Regions from separate parts of the Xenopus tropicalis genome. Here region 1 is linked to region 2. Evidence: chromatin contacts called from public Hi-C data. All regions are on one chromosome and are shown on one strand. The core of a region is the stretch at or near the end of the contact, and the rest is flanking DNA. Distances in the headings are between cores, read along the strand shown. Region 1 overlaps dph6 (diphthine--ammonia ligase). Region 2 has its middle 6.0 kb from the start of c15orf41.

Region 1 (6,395 bases), core at 1,727-4,226, 160 kb before region 2:
AAATAAGTTTTTGAACCCCTACCAACCATTAAGAGTTCTGGCTCCCACAGAGTGGTTAGACACTTCTACTCAATTAGTCAACCTCATTAAGGACACCTGTCTTAACTAGTCACCTGTATAAAAGACACCTGTCCACAGAATCAATCAATCAAGCAGACTCCAAACTCTCCAACATGGGAAAGACCAAAGAGCTGTCCAAGGATGTCAGAGACAAAATTGTAGACCTGCACAAGGCTGGAATGGGCTACAAAACCATTAGCAAGAAGCTGGGAGAGAAGGTGACAACTGTTGGTGCGATTGTTTGAAAATGGAAGGAGCACAAAATGACCATCAATCGACCTCGCTCTGGGGCTCCACGCAAGATCTCACCTCGTGGGGTGTCAATGATTCTGAGAAAGGTGAAAAAGCATCCTAGAACTACACGGGAGGAGTTAGTTAATGACCTCAAATTAGCAGGGACCACAGTCACCAAGAAAACCATTGGAAACACATTACACCGCAATGGATTAAAATCCTGCAGGGCTCGCAAGGTCCCCCTGCTCAAGAAGGCACATGTGCAGGCCCGTCTGAAGTTTGCCAATGAACACCTGAATGATTCTGTGAGTGACTGGGAGAAGGTGCTGTGGTCTGATGAGACCAAAATAGAGCTCTTTGGCATTAACTCAACTCGCTGTGTTTGGAGGAAGAAAAATGCTGCCTATGACCCCCAAAACACCGTCCCCACCGTCAAGCATGTGGGTGGAAACATTTTGCTTTGGGGGTGTTTTTCTGCTAAGGGCACAGGACAACTTATTCGCATTAACGGGAAACTGGACGGAGCCATGTATCGTGAAATCCTGAACGACAACCTCCTTCCCTCTGCCAGGAAACTGAAAATGGGTCGTGGATGGGTGTTCCAGCACGACAATGACCCAAAACATACAGCAAAGGCAACAAAGGAGTGGCTCAAGAAGAAGCACATTAAGGTCATGGAGTGGCCTAGTCAGTCTCCGGACCTTAATCCAATAGAAAACCTATGGAGGGAGCTCAAGCTCAGAGTTGCACAGAGACAGCCTCGAAACCTTAGGGATTTAGAGATGATCTGCAAAGAGGAGTGGACCAACATTCCTCCTAAAATGTGCGCAAACTTGGTCATCAATTACAAGAAACGTTTGACCTCTGTGCTTGCAAACAAGGGTTTTTCCACTAAGTATTAAGTCTTTTTTTGTTAGAGGGTTCAAAAACTTATTTCACTCAATGAAATGCAAATCAGTTGCTATCTTTTATTTAAAGTTATTTTTTCGATTTTCCTTTTGATGTGCTATCTGCCACTGTTAAAATAAACCTACCATTGAAATGATACTGTTCTGAGACTTTTCATTTCTTTGTCATTGGACAAACTTACAAAATCAGTGAGGGGTCAAATAATTATTTCCTCCACTGTATCTCAAGTTTACTTATTTACTGCAACTTCTGTCCCAGTCTAAGGGGCTGATTTACTAACCCACGAATCCGACCCGAATTGGAAAAGTTCCGACTTGAAAACGAATATTTTGCGACTTTTTCGTATGTTTTTTCGGATTCTGTACGAATTTTTCGGATCCAATACGATTTTTGCGTAAAAACGCGAGTTTTTCGTATCCATTACGAAAGTTGCGTAAAAAGTTGCGCATTTTGCGTAGCGTTAAAACTTACGCGAAAAATGCGCAACTTTTCGCGTAAGTTTTAACGCTACGCAAAATGCGCAACTTTTTACGCAACTTTCGTAATGGATAGGAAAACTCGCGTTTTTACGCAAAAATCATATTGGATCCGAAAAATTCGTAAAGAATCCGAAAAAATCGCAAAACATACGAAAAAATCGCAAAGTACCGATCATTACGAAAAAAACGCAATCGGACTCCATTCGACCCGTTCGTGGGTAAGTAAATCAGCCCCTAAGGGTTTGGTAAATAAAATGAAAGGGATACGGTCATGATTTTTATGGTGTACTTTTTATTTCTAAATTACACTGTTTACATAGCAAATAATTCATTCTGCCATTTAAAATGTTATTCTTGAACCAACAAATGTACTTTTTTAGCTGTAATATTGGTGTGTAGGCGCCATCTCAGTGCATTGTGCCTGAGTCTGAGCTTTCAGAAGGAGCCAGCGCTACACATTAGAACTGCTTTCAGGTAACCTATTGTTTCTTCTACTCCCATGTAACTGGAGGAGTCCCAAGCCGGACTTGGATTTCTTACTATTGAGTGCTATTCTGGGAGCTACTGGGAGCTGCTATCTTGCTCCCTTCCCATTGGTCTGCTGTTCAGCTGCTGGGAGGGTGATATCACTCCAACTTGCAGTGCAGCAGTAAAGTGTGACTGAAGTTTATCAGAGTACAAGTCACATGGTTGTGGCACCATGGGAAATGAAGAATATGGCTAGCCCCTTACAAAAATTTAAAAAAAATAAATGAAAAAAAAAATAAAATCTGTTTTTCAATTTTCAATGCAGGATTCTGCTGGAGAAGCTCTATTAACTGATGTGGTTTGAAAAAACATGTTTTTCCATGACAATATTCCTTTAAACAATTTGTGTTTTCAGTTAAAGCTAGGCCCCTATAAATCACACTTTGGGTGTCAGAAGAGGAAACCACTAAAATAGTAAGAGTACTATGTATACATTTTTATACATATATAAAGTTTTAGGGGGTGTAGGCATTTAATAAGTGTTCATAGGCAGAGGTGCGTTATATTTATTTACGGGATTCATCTCTTTGAAACACTTATAAATGACTTTATTTGAATATGCAGTGAATCCCCCCTCTCTGCACAAAGCTATGGTACCGTGTGCACATACACAAAGTGTGATCCACTCAGATGTGTCCTGGTCATTTTTTAACTCACAAGACTGTCAGACTGCCAACGATTCCATAGACATACAGTAGAGGGAGAGACAGAGGGTAGATATTAGATATATGATGGGTCTGGAACCAAGAGTGACCTCACAGAGCTGTCGCCTGCAGCTATGATGGGAGCTTGTTAGCGCTGCACAGCTATAATTACAGGCCAGGAGAGAGAGAGGGGGGAAAGGAAGCTCAGGAATGCTAGCCTTTAATTAGCTTCAGATCCGCAGAAATACTACAGGTTTTACAGACTTGCACCCCACCTAATCCCATTCTGCAGCTCTTACCTACTCACACTGCACAATACACAACCTTAATAATAAAGACCTTGCATTATATTAAAACAGCCAGGACTGTTAATGGTGCATGCAACAAGGTGGTGAAGTGCAGAATAGTCACTCTCACCATATCAGTAACGGCACAAACATTGATATCATGTGAGCAACAGCTGGGTACCAATGCAAACATTAGAGTGTGCATAGTGCAGGCAGGTGGCATTTCTAGAGCAAGGGAAATATAAATAATGGATATACAGTATGCAGCCTATGTTAACAGCTAGTTTGTTTACAACCAAGGGGCCACTGTTACTAAGGCCACAAGCAAATTACCTTATCTGGGGAAAAAAAGTATCCCTGACACACGGAATTCGCCCTGAATGCTGGAGTGTCACGCTGGAGTATTTGAGCGAACTCTTGAATCTTTGGTGATCTAATTTGCCATTGTTTATGTAGCATATAAAAACCTCAGACTGGGATACTCATCCCCAGCCACTCCAGTTCACTGATAATATTCAACCTAAAAAGCACATAACGATAGCAACCAAAAAGATGTTTTCTTTTAAACTGGTAACCAGTAATTCTACCTTCTAATCGGTTGCTATTGATTACTGCTTCTAGGAAAACTTAAGGGGAGCATACACAGGCAGATCTCAGCTGCTGATTCGGGTCCTTCATATCGATGCGGCATCTTATCTGCCCGTGTACGGGCACCCCCGGTCATGGACCGCATCATCTTGTTTATGTGGTCCTCGGTCTGATGGCAACTATACCTGCCGTTTTAATTTGATCGTTTGGACCTAGGGCCAAATGGCTGAATTAGCTCAATATTGTCCACCTTAGAAGGGCATATTGGGAGAAGATCCGCCGTCATGGCCACCTTTAGTGCCTTTTATTACATAACCCCCATAACTGTGCAGCACATGTGGCACAGAGGATATCCTAGAGCAAATTCATATCACTTCTGGGACATAAGGGGAACAGGTTCATTTCATCATTGGACAGCATCATTGGACAGCCATTAAAAAGCCTTTATTATTTCATGGCTAAGATTAAGAACACACAGCAACGTTTCAAGAAATTCTTTACAGTAACACGCCTTTGCGTGTTCTTAATCTTAGCCATAGAAAAATAAAGCCATTTTAATCGCAAATGAGGTTCTGTACATTAATTAACTTAATCTGTTTGGTGGTTCATGGCCATAGTGGGTCATGCACATTTCTTCTTGAACAGATATTTATGCTGACTCAATAATTGCATGGAGGAATGCACACTCTTAGAAAGTGAAAAAATATTTATATAATCAAAAATGACTACATAAAAATCACCCTACACATTTCGGCCACCATGTGGCCTTCATCAGGGGCACAAAAAAATAAAAAAATAGGGCGACTCAAACTGTATTCATAAGAACAGGAAAAATGTAAGTTTTGTGCCTATTTGCAGCTGAGCCTCCTTAATTAGTACCCAGGTATACGTTCATCTCGCTGCCTCCTATCCTACACGGGCATTTACTAGTTTTAGCCTTCTTACGCCAAATCATGTATGTTCTGGTTTTATCACTCTAGCATTTACATGGCAAACGAACACTTAAACAAAATCAAAAAGTACGTCCCATTGCAAGAAATAAATCTGATCCTTACACAACAATTCTTTTCTTGAATAGAGGACAGTCTAAAGTGAGCGTCTCATACTCTCCTCCTTCTCCGCAAACATGGACACCATACTTGTCAGAGAGCTGAAAAGAAATATGTCAGAACCTGTCTCAGCAATATCGTAGGTGCAGATGAGCAGTACAAGGCTAAAATAACTGCTGTAGCACCCACACAACAACCACGAAAACTGCATTTAAGGGAAACTAAACCCAAAGAGAAAAATAACTGTTAACATACTTAGAGCGCTCCTGTGAGAACATTTACAATTTAAATACAATTTCTGTGTTAAGTTAATTGATCTACTCAGAGGACATAGAGTATCACGTGTATATACTGTTATCCATTTAAACAATCAGTTGTTGATTAATAAACAGTATATGAATGACCTTAATCACCAGTTCTTAATTCTTCTCAATGACTGAGAGTAGCAATTAGATTTTTCATGCTACATACATGTGCATGTGGGGGTTTATTAAAGAGTCTCTGAGTTTTGGTTGGTTTCTGGGGTTGTGCTTAATAACCAAACCTTAGGATCAAGCAGGATGTCTTTGCCCAGTGCCTTTAATTATGTTAATGTGAGTATAAATTCTTTACAAGAACATTTTAAGGACAGCGTATGTATGACTAGATGGAATGTAAAAGTGTACCTTTTTCTGTATTACATAACCAACTTGGCTTTTAGTAAATGTCACCCATAGTGTCCTTTCAAAACAATCACTAACCTGCTTAAGGTAAGGCCTCATGTCTTCCAGTGTCTTCCCCAGGTGCTTGTCTGGATCTAACCCTGTAAACAGACTAGAATCATGGCATCTCGATGTTTTCAAATAATATCTCAAATATAAGCAGATATGTATCCACAGCATTAAAGCAACAATACATTTTCTGTGCCAGGTTAAATAAATTTAACACTGAGATTTTGTTATAGTCCTTGTTTTATGGGATAGACAATATAAAACCCAGACAAACATATATTTACAAGGTAAAGGGTAAGATATTTATTAAGCAATGTAAAACGTTTTACACCAATCCATTACAAAGTGAAAAGTCGCAATTTTAATTCAGGTGTGTACATTTGCACAGAAGTGTGCACATTTATACCTTTATTTTACAGAACCCCAGGACTGGTGTAACACACTGATGTCACAGGGGCTCAGAAAAAAGGCAGGGTAATCTATCACAAAATCCTATGCCTACAGTGAAAAATGCACAGCACTTTACAAATGAGGGCACTGAGAAAGTGTGTATCTCAGCTGGTGCCAGTGAACATATTCTAGTGCCTAAAGGGCAGTTATATATATCCTGCAAACCCTAAGTTAGGGATCCCTAAAGCTAATCTTTATGGATGAGGTTTCACCAGTGTAGGGAGGGGCTGCTCACCAATCACATCACTAGCCCTAAGGGGCAACCATAAGGATATGAAGGGCCAGACATGGTACTGCATAGTGCACTAAAGCACTTTAAACGATAAATATAGGAAAATACTTTTTCTGCTTAAAGAGATGCTACTTATAATTATAACAGAGGAAAATGAAATAAAGTCAGTAAGCACCAAAGGTTAGTTGTGCCAAAAAATCAGGGAAGCCAAACTGCACCCCTGTA
Region 2 (6,611 bases), core at 112-2,611:
TGCATCTACAGTACAGTTAAATCAGACCTTAGACACCAAAAGTCAATGTTTGTTCTACTGACCATGTGCAAAGCTCAGGCAGCAGCAAGGAATCCATGGGACAGATAAAAATCCATGGCCCTTACTAGAATGCTACCCTGGCCCAGTGCGTTTTTCATTGAAGACTTGCCCCAGCCTGGGGTCTGAGATAAGAGACTATAATTAGTGATGGGCGAAATGTTTTGCCAGGCATGGATTCGCGGCGAATTTCCGCGTTTCGCCATTGGCGGATTGTTTCGCGAAACGGATGAAAAAATTAGCCGCAGAAAAATTCGCCGTACGTCCAAAAATTGTCACCGGCGTCAAAAAAGAATAGTCGCGGACGTCAAAAGAATAGCCGCGCGACAAAATAATAGCCACGGGCGAAGAAACAATAGCCGCGCGACAAAATAATAGCCGCGGGCGACAAAATAATAACCGCGGGCGACAAAACAATAGCCGCGCGCGACGAAACAATAGCCGCGCAACAAAATAATAGCCGCGGGCAACGAAACAATAGGCGCACGACAAAATAATAGCCGCGGGCAACAAAACAATAGCCGCGCGACAAAATAATAGCCGCGGGCGACGAAACAATAGCCGCGCGACAAAATAATAGCCGCGGGCGACAATTTTTTTTTGTCGCACAACATTTTTGCCGTTTCGCCTATTTTTCGCCGTTTCGCGGATCTTTTGAAAGATTCGCAAATTTTTTGTCGAAGCGAAACGGAACAGATTCGCTCATCACTAACTATTATAACTACTGTATTTGACACTCCCCAGTGATTTGCAATATTGTTACTTTAAAAGTGGGCACTATCTGAATTACGACAAACATAAACAAATGGAGGGATTAATACAATGAAGCCTGTGTAGTCTGTTTTGCTGGAGACTGGCTGTATCAAAGATATTGTACATATAAATGGACCAATATTTGTCAGAGAGACCAACATTTTGCTATATGATTGTATATTCTATTAAAAACTGTACTGACTACCATGAAAGACAATAGATTCTACATTCTTAAAAACTTGGTGGATGTGTATAAACACTCTATTCCCATACATCACACAAATGTCCATTCAAAGTGTTCAGAACACATACTGGTATGACAGAAAATCTATTAGGCAACACTCATCAATCTCTCATTGCTCTGTCTCTTAGCCTTGGGCACTGAAATTCATTGTTGGCTTCAACATAAGATGGCCATACACGGTAGTGATGTGTGAGTCGACTTTTTGTAGACCCAAGCCAAAATCTAACACCTCCACTTCTGACCCACACCCAGGCCAACATGATGAGCTGTTGATCTTTATATACTTGCAACAGACCCGACCCTTTCTGACGTAAATGAGGTGGGAGGGGTAGACATCCTGATGGTGCAGGGGGGGGGGGGCGTGGGGAAATTCTGCCTCACCACTCACTTGCAACCATCACAAAACAGTGATTGGATGGCCTGAACCCGCCGGACTTGTGGGTTTTGGGTTGGCCCGCACATCACTAATGCACAGGTTTAAAAAATTTGCCAACTTGGTCCTTCAAGATACAGCAGCATATTAGCCTGTGTAAGGGGCCTGGGATGGGATCAGAACTGCATTGGCGCATCTATAAGTTCCTCATCAATGTTTGATTGGCCCAATTTGGCCCTGCATATGGGTGGCCCAATCAGGCACAGATACACTTGTTTAGCGAGTGTTGGATGATGAACCTTGGACAATGAATGTTAGTCAGGTAAGAACAGGGGACTGCAGACTCACATGTTGGAATCTGCGAAGTCAGAATTATTGCATTGCCCTGAGGCCCCCTAGTATGTAGCATGTGAATTACATTTGCACAGAATTTTCAGACATTTCAAGATATGCAAATATGAACCCATACTGAATATAACAATTTCCAGCATAACCCAGTCACATAAGTTCTATTTGCGTCCTTAAAGCTGATATAAATCCAAAAATAACATTCTGCATAAACAGAGAAAATGCTAATCTAAGCAACTTTCCTATACACATTCATTACACATTTTCAGTGGTTTTGAAGTTATTTGTAAATGAAATTGCTATAGAAAGCTGTATTATTCTCTGCTGTAGTGGTTCTGACTATTGAAAAAGTGTAGCTGAAGCCTGTGAAAAAGCACGTAAGGCTGACTTCTGCTATAGAACCAACAGAACAGAAGTGCAGAACCAGTTAGAAAAAGACTACTTTTAATAGCAATTACATTTACAAAAAACTTTATAAAAAGTGAAAATTTGTAAAGAAGTTATACTGAAAAGTTGATTAGAATTGTACTTTCTTTCATTAGGCAACATTTTATTGCTGAGTTTACACCTCCATTAAAATGTGCATTACTGCCCATAATATTTACAGGCTCCACTGTGTAATAGCTTTTCCAGGAATATTTATAATGTTTCCAGTGTTGCTGACATTATGCATTATTGGTAGGGGTTTGTTCATGTGTAACCAGTCGAAAAGTTTGTGACATGGGACTGACACATCACCTCACATCAATGCCCATATGCAGTCAGACTGCATATTTGTTTTATAGTCTGGTTGTTAAAGATTATTCCATAAAATGAGGGCAAAGAAGGCCGAACTTTCTCTGATCATGCCCCAATATTCGGGGGTAATGCTTCCTTCTCTGCTCAGTGTACTATTAGCCACCATCACAACAGGGCCAACACTTTTAGCTGTCAAAAGGCTCAACTGAAAACACTTAACATTATCTTTATGATCATGTCTTCTTTTTTTAACAATGCAGTTTTTATTTAAACGATACATGTGCAAACAGCACATATGCAAAAAAACATTCCATTTGTACAATCAGTTGATACAATGTGAACATTCTAACTCACATGATACTTACTAAAATCTGTGTGTTGGTGTGTCTGTTTGCCCCTTAAAGAGCCGACAGGCAAGATTTGTACTGAGGTAAAGGTGGCCTACAGCCTATACTGGAAAACATATTTTTTGCAATAAGGGGAAAGGGGGGAACAAAAGGATAAACAGGGGACAGATAAGGGTAGAGGAGACTCATGTCGGTAATAAACTCTTATGCACAGGGCCAATCGAAAGAGAGTAATAATAAATTGTCACATATATTGAGATATACTAGGGGTAAAGGTTCAAATAGTCCTGTAGTTCGGCTCCACATTGAATAATGAGGTATTTTGAAGTTTATATACAACTAGGCATTTAGCCAAGGGTCCCACACTTCACCATATTCATCTGTGCAAATACGTTTGTATACCGGGATCATCTGGTTAACTGGGTTCTGCCATAGCGACAGTGATGGGGGATTACAAGCTTTCCAGTGCATAACAATACATTCCTTGGCTACCATAATAATTTCTTCTTAAAGCTCCACATGATGTTTCATGCTACACTGCCACATGGTCAGCAGACCTTAAATTTGGATTGTCTCCTTTTGTTTCAGCTAAACGAAGAAAAAAAAAACACTCCCCATAGGGATCATTACAAAATGAGTTGTGTTGTAGCCTTTATTAGAGGCAAGCCAAGGATGCCATGATTTTGTAGCTCACCATTACAGCTATGGCCTCCAAAGAATGAGTGCATGTATCCTACATAAGTGGGGCTCCGCTGCCTGTCTCTCCCATCAGCTGCTGCTGTGGTGCCATGACAAGAGTATTCAGTATGTTTGAGCACGATTTTTGCACGGACTATAAAAATGTGTTAAGTGCTTTTATGAGGGGACTTTTGTGTTATCCCACTGGGATACTGTGTCGATATCTTTGACTTTAGCAGCGCCCTGTGTTCTTATAAACTTCCTACAATATTAGCTACAGAACTCTGTAAATGTAAGGTGGATCATTCTTTGTTCGTATGTAGATTGTTATTTATATGGGTATAGGTGAAAAGTGCTAATTATTAACGTTAAAAAAGTAAATAAGCTCCAGCGCTACCCTCCCCCCTTTGGCAGTATTAAACAGTTAAAATCTGGCATTTATTAAGGTTTCCAATAAGCTTGAACCTATAGTTAAAAATAAATAAACTGTGGTTATTATAGGATTCCACTAATTGGCAGCTAAAACCACAGCATCTGGGACAGGATTTACAGCCTACTATATGGCTTTTAATTGTCATTTAGCAAACTGCTGGCTGGCCTGATCTGTAGTAGCAAAGCTGTCAGATCAGTGCTAGTGGTCACTGCAGAATGATTGGCCAAAGTTTTTCTTATTTTCTGAAAATATTTCATGCTTATGTGTAAACTACTGCTCATTTTTTTCATGAGTCATGAGCATGCCCCAACACTTTTGCAATAAGGGGCAAGCTTGTGCACTTTCTCCAGCACTTTGGCCCATGGCCAAATGACCCCTTTTGGGTGGCCCCACACCACTCTAAAGTACTTTTTATATCTTCCAGTAGATATATATAGGGGCCTAGGAAAACCAACCATACATGGGCCTATAAGCTGTCAACTTAGCCAAGATGGCAGCTTTAATCAGCTGGCGTATGGCCACTTTTATTCCAGTCATACTCAGTACTGGAAAATCTGTGGCCCTTCAGGCTAATGGAAATTGCCATTCAGCAGCTTCAGCAAGACCACAGACTGCCTGGCCATCATGCTTTAGCAAGTTGCCTGCTTTTCCCTTGTCATATATCGTGTCAAAGTATCTTGCATTATTTCTTGTTGCCTCACTGCACAAATGAACTTTCTGCTTAGGGAATGCCAATTTAATGTATCCTTTGGCTGTTTGGGGGAATGGCGGTTGCCTCAATCACAAGACTGCATTGTTACACCTATTTTTAACATGAATGAGCCAAGAGATCATCAGACTTAGCAAATGTAAAAATATCTCTATTAAAGCACAATTTTCTAAACCTTGCTGGACAATGAGAGGTAACTGTAACTTGACATTGCTGATTTAAGAAGATACGGTAACTTCCTGTCTTAAATCATTTCCTTGTCACATCTGCCCCTGCTATTTCCTTGCTGTTCTCCTAGCAGATAATGAGGCCTTGTGTGTCAGACGTGTGTCCACCCATCCGTCCTTGTGTCCCAATATTAGGTCTTTGCTTCCAGGCTACTTTCCAATTACAAACCAAATGTGATAGCAGAGGCAACACCTATCGAGATCATCCTTTTGTGTTCCGCTGCCTTCCTAATGCAGATTAGCCCTGAGCTGCCAGTTGACTGAGATTAATAACACTGCACCAAGTCCTTTGTTTCTCTCGGTGGCCGTTTAGTGTGAAATACTATCCGAAAACATTATCCATCCTCTATTAATCCCACAAATTTGTTCACACCATGCATACTGTTTAGGGCAATTTACAACAGGAACATACTGAGCACAATTGCATTTAATTACTTGGGTTCTAATTACATTCATTAAAGGCTAATAAAATAAATGAAAGAAACAGCTTTAAAGACTTCCGTAAAATACAGGGGCCTTGTGTCTATCATGAAACATGGGTGACAGCTTGCAGGGGGTATGAGCTTAAAGAGGGTGCACACAGTGTAAAATGAGAGACCGCCGCTGGTTAACAGATTTTGTGGAGTTTTGAATACTCTTTCAGGACTTATTTTGACTTAGAATGTTTAGGAAATAAGTGAGCCTGAAAAAGAAAGAAAATAACCAATGAAATTTTCTAAAAACAAAATCACAAATAGCAGTATGTATTTAAAAATAACAATTATTATTAGATGGTCTTAATAGCATAAGACACAAGCCATATTCTCACTAATGCAGCTATACTATACCTACATTAACGTGCTTACTTCACAGGGGATGTTATAAACCAGAGTTTCTCAAACTGTGAGGCTTGATTGCAGTTCTGTGAGCTGTAAGTGGACTCTCTATAACCTATGAGCGCTGTTTTTAGGGCAGGGGGGGGCGAACAAATATGGTCAATTGCCCAGGACCTCGTATGGGAGTTAAGGCTTTGCATGCCAGAGGTCCACCAGAAAACCTTACACCAGGAATCCCCAACCTTTTATACCCTTGAACCACATTTAAATGGAAAAAGTGTTGGGGAGCAACACAACCATGAAAAAGGTTCCTGGGGGTAGCAAAAAGAGCAATAAATGGCTACTTAATAGCCCCTATATGGACTGACAGCCTACAGAAGGCTTTGCTTGGCATTATACTTGTTTTTTATGCAACCAAAACTTGCCTCCATACCAGAAATTCAAAAAAATGAGCACCTGCTTTGAGGCCAGGGGGAGCAACATCCAAGGGGTTGGGGAGTAACATGTTGTTCACGACCCACTGGTTGGGGATCACTGCCTTACACCATAGGCCCACTATCCACATATTTTTCCTCTTCTCCTTAAACAGCTTCCTTAGAAGAGAAGAGTCTCTTCTCCTTACGTTCTATTATGTAGCTTTCTGTCCATTTCTTCTTTTTTTCCTCATACACAAACAAGGAATGACCAAGGTATAGCCAAACTGATGGGTGAGCAGGAGCGCTGTCACCTGGGCCCACCAGGACTTTCCTGGTATCCTGGTGGGCCAGTCCAACATGTTGAAATCTGGGTCTGACTTCAGAATGAGTAAAATAAACTGGCAGCTTTCAAGCAGTAGTAGGATGTCACTTGTGAATTATGCAAGCGCATCTGGCAGAAAACTATTTGACTT

The links. Hi-C and Micro-C count contacts between places; a contact is called where the count stands out from the background.
Region 1: a contact with region 2 is called in a Hi-C map of neurula embryo, with 2.0 times the contacts expected there. The contact joins two enhancer-like sites. A contact is called at or near these places in 2 of 5 Hi-C or Micro-C datasets (brain and neurula embryo).

The regions. Positions count from the first base shown.
Region 1 is chr8:111,604,997-111,611,391 of UCB_Xtro_10.0, reverse strand. It overlaps dph6 (diphthine--ammonia ligase), which reads right to left. Exons shown (of 15, transcript XM_031891249.1): 6 at 5,519-5,580; 7 at 4,785-4,879. Among named protein-coding and RNA genes, the nearest start is that of dph6, 17 kb to the right of the region's middle. Within about 2 kb of position 2,976, at least 1 of the 11 cell types and tissues checked has an H3K27ac peak or open chromatin away from gene starts, as enhancers often do. A contact at or near this core is called in neurula embryo, where this site is marked.
Region 2 is chr8:111,438,946-111,445,556 of UCB_Xtro_10.0, reverse strand. No RefSeq gene overlaps it. Among named protein-coding and RNA genes, the nearest start is that of c15orf41, 6.0 kb to the right of the region's middle. Within about 2 kb of position 1,361, at least 2 of the 11 cell types and tissues checked have an H3K27ac peak or open chromatin away from gene starts, as enhancers often do. A contact at or near this core is called in neurula embryo, where this site is marked.